Regions from separate parts of the Rattus norvegicus genome. Here region 2 is linked to region 1. A link is a contact called in public Hi-C data. All regions are on one chromosome and are shown on one strand. The core of a region is the stretch at or near the end of the contact, and the rest is flanking DNA. Distances in the headings are between cores, read along the strand shown. Region 1 holds the start of Ttc22 (tetratricopeptide repeat domain 22). Region 2 overlaps LOC134479026 (a long non-coding RNA gene).

Region 1 (3,284 bases), core at 565-3,064:
GCCTAGCAAGTGCAAGGCCCTGGGTTTGGTCCCCAGCTCCACAAAAAAGAAAAGAAAAAAAAAAAAGGAGGAAATGCTGTCCAACAATGGTTGTGTACATTGTGATCCCAACACTTGCCTGCCTGAGTCAGTAGGAGAATTTTAGACCAGCTCTGGCTACATAGTAACTAGGAAGCCAACTGAACTACATAGAGACCCTGTCTGAAAAAAAGTACAAAATTAAAAATAGAAGTTCTTACAATACATCATGGATGAAGCTTTAAGTCATTATGCTAAATGATAAGCCAGGCATAAAAAAAAAAAAAAAAAAAAAAAAAGCAACGGGACGAAAACTGACTTCTGAAAGTTGTCCTCTGATCTACATAGGGGCGCCAAGATGTTCCCCCACCACACAAACACACAATAAATATGGGGTTTTTTTTTTTGGACAAAATGGAAATTTTTGTATTAACTATATGCTGTCACAGCCTGAAAAAAGTCAGAAAGTTAAGCTCTCTGGAAATCCCTTCCTGATACTTCAATGCAATGAGAGGTTGCTTCATCTCGATATGGACAGCAGCTTATGATAAGTTTTGCATTCAAAACTATTAAATGGGGGCTGGAGCAATGGCTCAGCGGTTAAGAGCACTGGGAACCAGGGGAACCTTGGTTCATTTCCCAGCACTCACATGGCAACTCACAATTGTCTGTAATTCTAGTTCCAGGGGATCCAACACACCCTCACGCAGACACATATGCAGGTGAAACACCAATGCAAATAAAAAAAAGGAACCATCAAAACAAATTCTAAAAGGCTTTCAAAAAGTATTAAATGTATTACATTCAAATTTAAAATCAGTACAAACAGCATCCAATTGTTTTGACTTGAAAATATTGCTGAAGTCATGGTTTCTTCAAATTCACTAACTGACTCTATTTTCTCTGGTGAAAACGCCGGTCTCCTTCTGACGAGCTGGGGGGGGGGGGGGGGGATGGTGCCGCAAGAGCCCAGCCTCAGGATGAGTTAGGAAGAGTCCAAGGTCAGACATGCTGGAAAGCCTAGTCTACAGGGCACCCCAGTTCAACCTGGACGCTAGAAGCCAGATGGCCCCTGAGGGAGATAGCATAGAGCAGGAAGACAGCAGTCTCAGAGCAGGGAGTGGGACCAGCTGGGCACTGATCCAGACAAGTGAAGCCACGCATATCCAGGGCAGGCATCCATCAGTTTTACCTATGTATCTCCTGGTCCTTCACAGGGAACTGTGGCATGTCACAGAGGAGGAAAAGCCGAAGTATAAGGGATTGTGCTTTATTAGGGACGGAGAAACAAACGTAGATCTAGGCGCCTTAGTTTTGCAGTCTCGGCCCACTGCTGAGCAGAGGAGAGCCGAGATATTCAGTTGAGAAGCCAGATGCACAGTCTGGAGAAAGACGGGAGGGCGGTGGCCCGCTGTGCTCGGCAGAAGGGCTCCAGAACACACACAGCTCTGGAGTGAGCAAGGCTTGCTTAGCTGGAAGGGCCTGTCCTGACAGCTCCGTGTGGAGGGTGGAGCAATGCCAATGGAGGAAGGACTTGGCCGGCCTGGGCAACCTGAGGTTCCAGGTCTCCTTGGGCATTACCTGGTTCTGTGACGTTGACACCTTTCTTTTCTGAACCTCTCTTCATCTGCTGAGTAGCTGAAATCTGCCTTTGCCACTTACTGGGTTTGTGAGCCTCGCACTTGGCAATGCACCACACCTGTTTTTCAGGCACACCTGCTTGTGCAATGCTGCTGTCTAGCAGCGAAAGCGGAAACAGCTACAGGGCGAGCCCTTCGTCTGCTCTGGGAGCCACCCACTTGCAAGAGGTGCCCAGGACCGCCGTGCGTGCGGGGCTCCCTCCGGGGCTGCCCCATCCACTGTCCTTGGGAGTTAGAGGAGGCCAGGGCAGCCAGGGGCAGCCATGACGGAGCCTGAGGCCGGAGCTGAGGACCTGGACACACTTCTCGACGAACTGGACTATCTGCCTGGCCACTTCCACTTGGAGATGCAGCTCAACTTCGAGCCGCGCTCACCCGCCCAGCTGCGCGCCCGGGACCTGAAGCTCCAGCGAGAGGGTCTGCGGCAGGAACTGGAGCTGGTGGCCACCCCGCAGCTGCCTGCTGTGCGTCACCTCTTGGGAGCCTTTTCCTTCTACCTGGAGGAGCTGGGTGATGCCCGCGAGCATTTCCTGGAAGTGGCCCGCAAAGACCCTGGCAACCTCAACGCCTGGGCCAATCTGGCACACGTCTACGGGCAGCTGGGCCAGGAGGAAGAGGAGGAAGCGTCCGCCGGGCGACTGGCCAGCCTTATGGGCCTGGCAGGGGACCCCGAGGATGCCCGAGACCCCCGGCTCCGCGCTGCCCGCTGCCTGGCGGAGCAGGGATATGCACATGGCTTCGACGTGGGCTGTGCCAGTCCAGAGGAGCGTGCTCAGGTGCTGGAGGCGGGCATCGCACTCTACGACAAAGCGCTGGGCTACGGTCAGCAGGTGGGTGCTGAAAGGACTGTAGTCATTCATTTCCTTTGCTGGGATGCCCGCCACCATTTCCTGCCCAGGTCACCGGGTAGCTTTGCGTTCCTGGGTGCTGCCTACCTAGCTTTCTGTTTCAGCCCCAAGACAAATCCTCCAACCAGGCTAACACATCCCTTCTTCTCCCTCCTCTGCCAGCAAGTAAGAGGTACAATCAGACACCAAAACCTTGGCGGATTTTTCTTCCTCCTCTCTCCTCTCTGTTTAGTCCCCAAAATTTGCCACTGCCTCAGTTTATAAGAGCTTCCCTCTCCTCCCTAGCCTTCCTCTGCCAGCCCAGCCTCTGAAACGTCCTGCCTGAACTTTGTGGTCACCCTCAGCTCGGCTCTCCTGCCCCATGTTTCACTATGCTGCTGATACAGTCGCTGCAGCTCACTGACTACATCCTCAACTCGGCTCCCAACCACCCCATCCCACCCCCGACTCCTAGGTTTGAGTGACATCCAAGGCCCTCCATCCTCCATTCAGGCTTTCACCTCATCCTACAACCACTCCGTCCACTGTGGGCAGGCTCCATATAGCTCTCTTCCTTCCTCTGTCTTATCTGCCTCTTCCTGCAGTACCTTGCTTCAAAATTTCCCTTCCAAGGAAGCCTCTGTGGTTCCAGGCTGGTCACAGCACCCTCTCAGCTTCCCCAGCAGTGTTCCAATTGTCCCTCTAGCCTGTCCCTCCGGCTCAGTCTCAACAGTTTTGAGAGGGGGCACAGTGGTCATCTGATTTCTCACCGTAAACCAGTGTCATGGGTACACAGTGA
Region 2 (3,284 bases), core at 567-3,066, 200 kb after region 1:
GCCTTACCAGATCATGCTGAAATCTAGTCTCAGTTGCAGGGCATTAAGAGAATGGAACTTTAATCAGGGATGCTATTTAAAGGTGTGTCTTGGGTCTACAAGATGGCTCCGTGGGTAAGGATGTTTGCCATAGAAACCTGAAAACTGAATTCAATCCCCAAAACCCACATGGCAGAAGAAAAGAATGGACTCCTGCAATTGTTCTCTGACCTGCACACATGTGCCACACACACACACACACATGCACAATAAATACACTTAATTTTAAAAATAAAGGAAATGGTTGGATTAGAAAAGTTCATCAGAACAGAGGTCTATGATTGAATCCTGATGGCTTTAGAAGAGACCAGAACAGAGAGAGAGAGAGAGAGAGAGAGAGAGAGAGAGAGAGAGAGACTGACTTTTACTACATGATGCCTTGCACCTTGGGACACTGCCAGCAGAAAAGCCATCACCAGATGTGGCCCATAACAGTAAACCGGAACTTCATTCTCTTTCCACCTCACCCTGTCTGTGGCACTGAGCTGTTGGCAACAGAAAGCAGATTGAGACACCTCTCAATAGGCCTGAGTTAGTCAGGCCACTGTCCCTCCCAGGCCTGAGTCAGTGGGACAGGATCTTCAAGACGTATAGTTAAGGGCCACATCCTGATAAGCACCCTCTAGGTGTAAGGCCTGGGTTCAGGAAAAAGAGCAACAAAGGACAGGTGTGAAGGAAGGAGTGCCAGTCAGAAGCTATGAGGAGAGGCTAAGTGGGTTTCCTGAGAAAAAACATCAAGTACCCTCTGTGCAGAAAACGCTCATCTATGGTTGCTGGTGGGGCCTGTGGGTGCACAATTAAGACCAGGTGAAGTTGGGAGGCTATGGCGCATGCCTTTAATCCCAGCACTCAGAGGTAAGGCAGGAGGATCTCTGAGTTCAAGGCCAGCCTGGTCTACAGAGTGAGTTTCAGGACAGCCAAGGTTACACAGAGAAACCCTGTCTCAAAAAAAACAAAATTAAAAAGAAGTACAGGTGAGGCCTGTGGGTGCAGGTGACATCTTGGTGCTGCTGTCCCACGCGTTGTCAGCTCAATTGCCTAGGATGTCTGTCTGCCCTAGTGTCTAGGGATGGTTGACACAGTACAGAGCTTCATGAGTAGGGTCACTAAACTCCACAGCAGCCCCACAGACCAGTCTTCACTGCCATTTAAAAAAAAATAGAGAACAGTCCAGTGGCCACTGCTAGAAGGTAGCTGGGATGGGTTTTGAACCTAGATGTGTCTGAATGCAAAAGGCCATATCTGTTGCCTCAAGTCATAGAAATCCAGCCAAGGGAGCTCGCTGGCCAGCAGGAGTGAGCAGACTGAAACTCAGAAGCCTCAGAAGAATGGGATGTGGGTGAGGGTCACTCAGAACCGAATGCCAGGAGGTGAGAGAGGGTTGGGAGCCAGTCCTCTGCAGTCTCAAGGTGTTCACGTATCTGGCTGGAGGGAGGAGAGAGAGAAAAGCTGGGTCGTTAGTAGGCTGCAGGGCCCTGGCTCCCCCTCCACCTCTCCAGCGGATCGCCCGCCCAGGCTTTGCAAGTCACCCTTCCGAGGAGCACAGACCGCACCCCACAGACACCCCCTTGCTGCCCGCCAGCTCAGCCTCCCTCCCGGAGCGGCCGGAAGCCGCAGTCGCTCTGCAGACACCCCCTGGTGGAAACAGCTCATTACGGGATGGAGAAAATGTGCTAGAACATTAGCTTAATAAATCAAACGCTCCCGCAGCAGCCAGCCGCCGCCGCTCAGCTAGGCGGTGCCGCGGCGCCCACGCCCGCTGGGCCGGGTGGCGGGGTAGGCGCCTGTCGCAGCTCCCTCCTGCCTTGGCGGAGCTAGGCGGGCACCCCCCACCCTCCCGTCCTGTCCCGTCCCGCCCCGAAGCCGCCTCCGCATGGGCGAAGCCTATCTAAGTCCAAGCTCCCTTGGTTTGACTCCTGACACTGGCCTACGACTAGAACCTAATCTCCCAGAAACCTCACCCTTCCAGTGAAGGAACTTCATCCTTCCAATGAAGCAAAGCAGACCCTTTGACTGGGGGCCAAACAAGGGCCTTTGCTCTCCCTAATTCCCCTTAACCAGTGAGACGCACACTGCCCTCCCCCTTTTTCAGAATAGTGATCCTGGCAGCCTGTGGTTACTTCCAGCCTAGCCTTCCCTCTGCCCTTCAGCACCAGCTGTGAACACACACACACACACACACACACACACACACACACACACACACACACAATTTGTCCCCAAGGAGGTGTTTCACCTGAAGAAAGACCTGCTAGCTAGAAGGCTAGCCCAGCAACTTAGCTGGTCTGTAGAAAAGCTCACCGGGACTTAGGAATTGACAGAGATGAGCATTTAGTGAACCCTGGGGTTTTGCACTGGTTGGGCAGGGTAGCACTGCTGAACATGACCCCCCCCACCCCAGCCCCCAGCAACCTGCTCCCACCTTCTTGGAAAGTTGACCTATCTGGCCTGTGTCTTCCAGTCCTGGCTTCTGTTTTAGCACACTGGGCACCCAGGGAGCAGACCTGCCATCTCCACTGGCTCAGTTTCCCTCTCTGTACAAAGCTTAGCTCTCAAGATGCTAGAAGGTTCTGCTTCTTCTGTATCCCTGTCACTGGCTTAGACAGGGAGGGGTGAAACTGCCCGGGGTCCCTGAGCAGGGAGAGCTGCTCTTGAGAGCCATTCTTCCAGCTCTCTCTGGGCAGAGGGAGAGGGAAAAATTCAATTACCAGACCTTCTATTTGTCAACTCCTCCCTCCCCATCGACTTAATTTTCCTCAGCCAGACCTAGAGTTAGAGGCATGAGTGAGCCTGCAGGCCTGGAGAGGGAGGGAGGAAGAGGGGAAGGAAGGGGCCCCAAACAGATGTGGGCACCGGCTTCTTGGACGCACACCAAACCAGGGATCTTCTGGTGAGACGAGAAAACAACAGACTCAGTAGGTATGCAGGTATTCTCTGGGTCCTCAGCCCACCCAAAGGACACAGAGCCCCTCCTCCAAGGAGACTTTCTGAACCTCTCAGGCTGAGCTGGGTGCCCTTTAATTCCTCTGATATCATGCTGCCATGGCTCCATTAACTTTTACTCCATTTATTTATTGTTAGTGTGTGTGTGTGTGTGTGTGTGTGTGTGTGTGTGTGTGTGTGTGTGAGTGACATGGGTGTCGTTTTAGATTTATTTTAATTTCTTATTTGTATGTGTGTGTTTGGTTGAATGTACGCCACATGTATGTGGGTGTCCCCACAAGCCAGAAGAGGCCTTTGGAGCC

Evidence for each region. A called contact is a pair of places that touch in the nucleus more often than the background predicts.
Region 2: a contact with region 1 is called in a Hi-C map of frontal cortex, with 2.2 times the contacts expected there. The contact joins the enhancer-like site here to the promoter of Ttc22 in region 1. A contact is called at or near these places in 4 of 12 Hi-C or Micro-C datasets (the A7r5 cell line, the Rat2 cell line, frontal cortex and 1 more).

The regions. Positions count from the first base shown.
Region 1 is chr5:126,633,335-126,636,618 of GRCr8, forward strand. It overlaps Ttc22 (tetratricopeptide repeat domain 22), which reads left to right and starts at 1,815. Exons shown (of 7, transcript NM_001106671.1): 1 at 1,815-2,488. The coding sequence starts at 1,922.
Region 2 is chr5:126,837,870-126,841,153 of GRCr8, forward strand. LOC134479026 (a long non-coding RNA gene) reads right to left here. Exons shown (of 2, transcript XR_010051966.1): 1 at 2,462-3,284; 2 at 1-1,464. Among named protein-coding and RNA genes, the nearest start is that of Acot11, 35 kb to the left of the region's middle. Within about 2 kb of position 1,817, at least 46 of the 93 cell types and tissues checked have an H3K27ac peak or open chromatin away from gene starts, as enhancers often do. A contact at or near this core is called in the A7r5 cell line and liver, where this site is marked.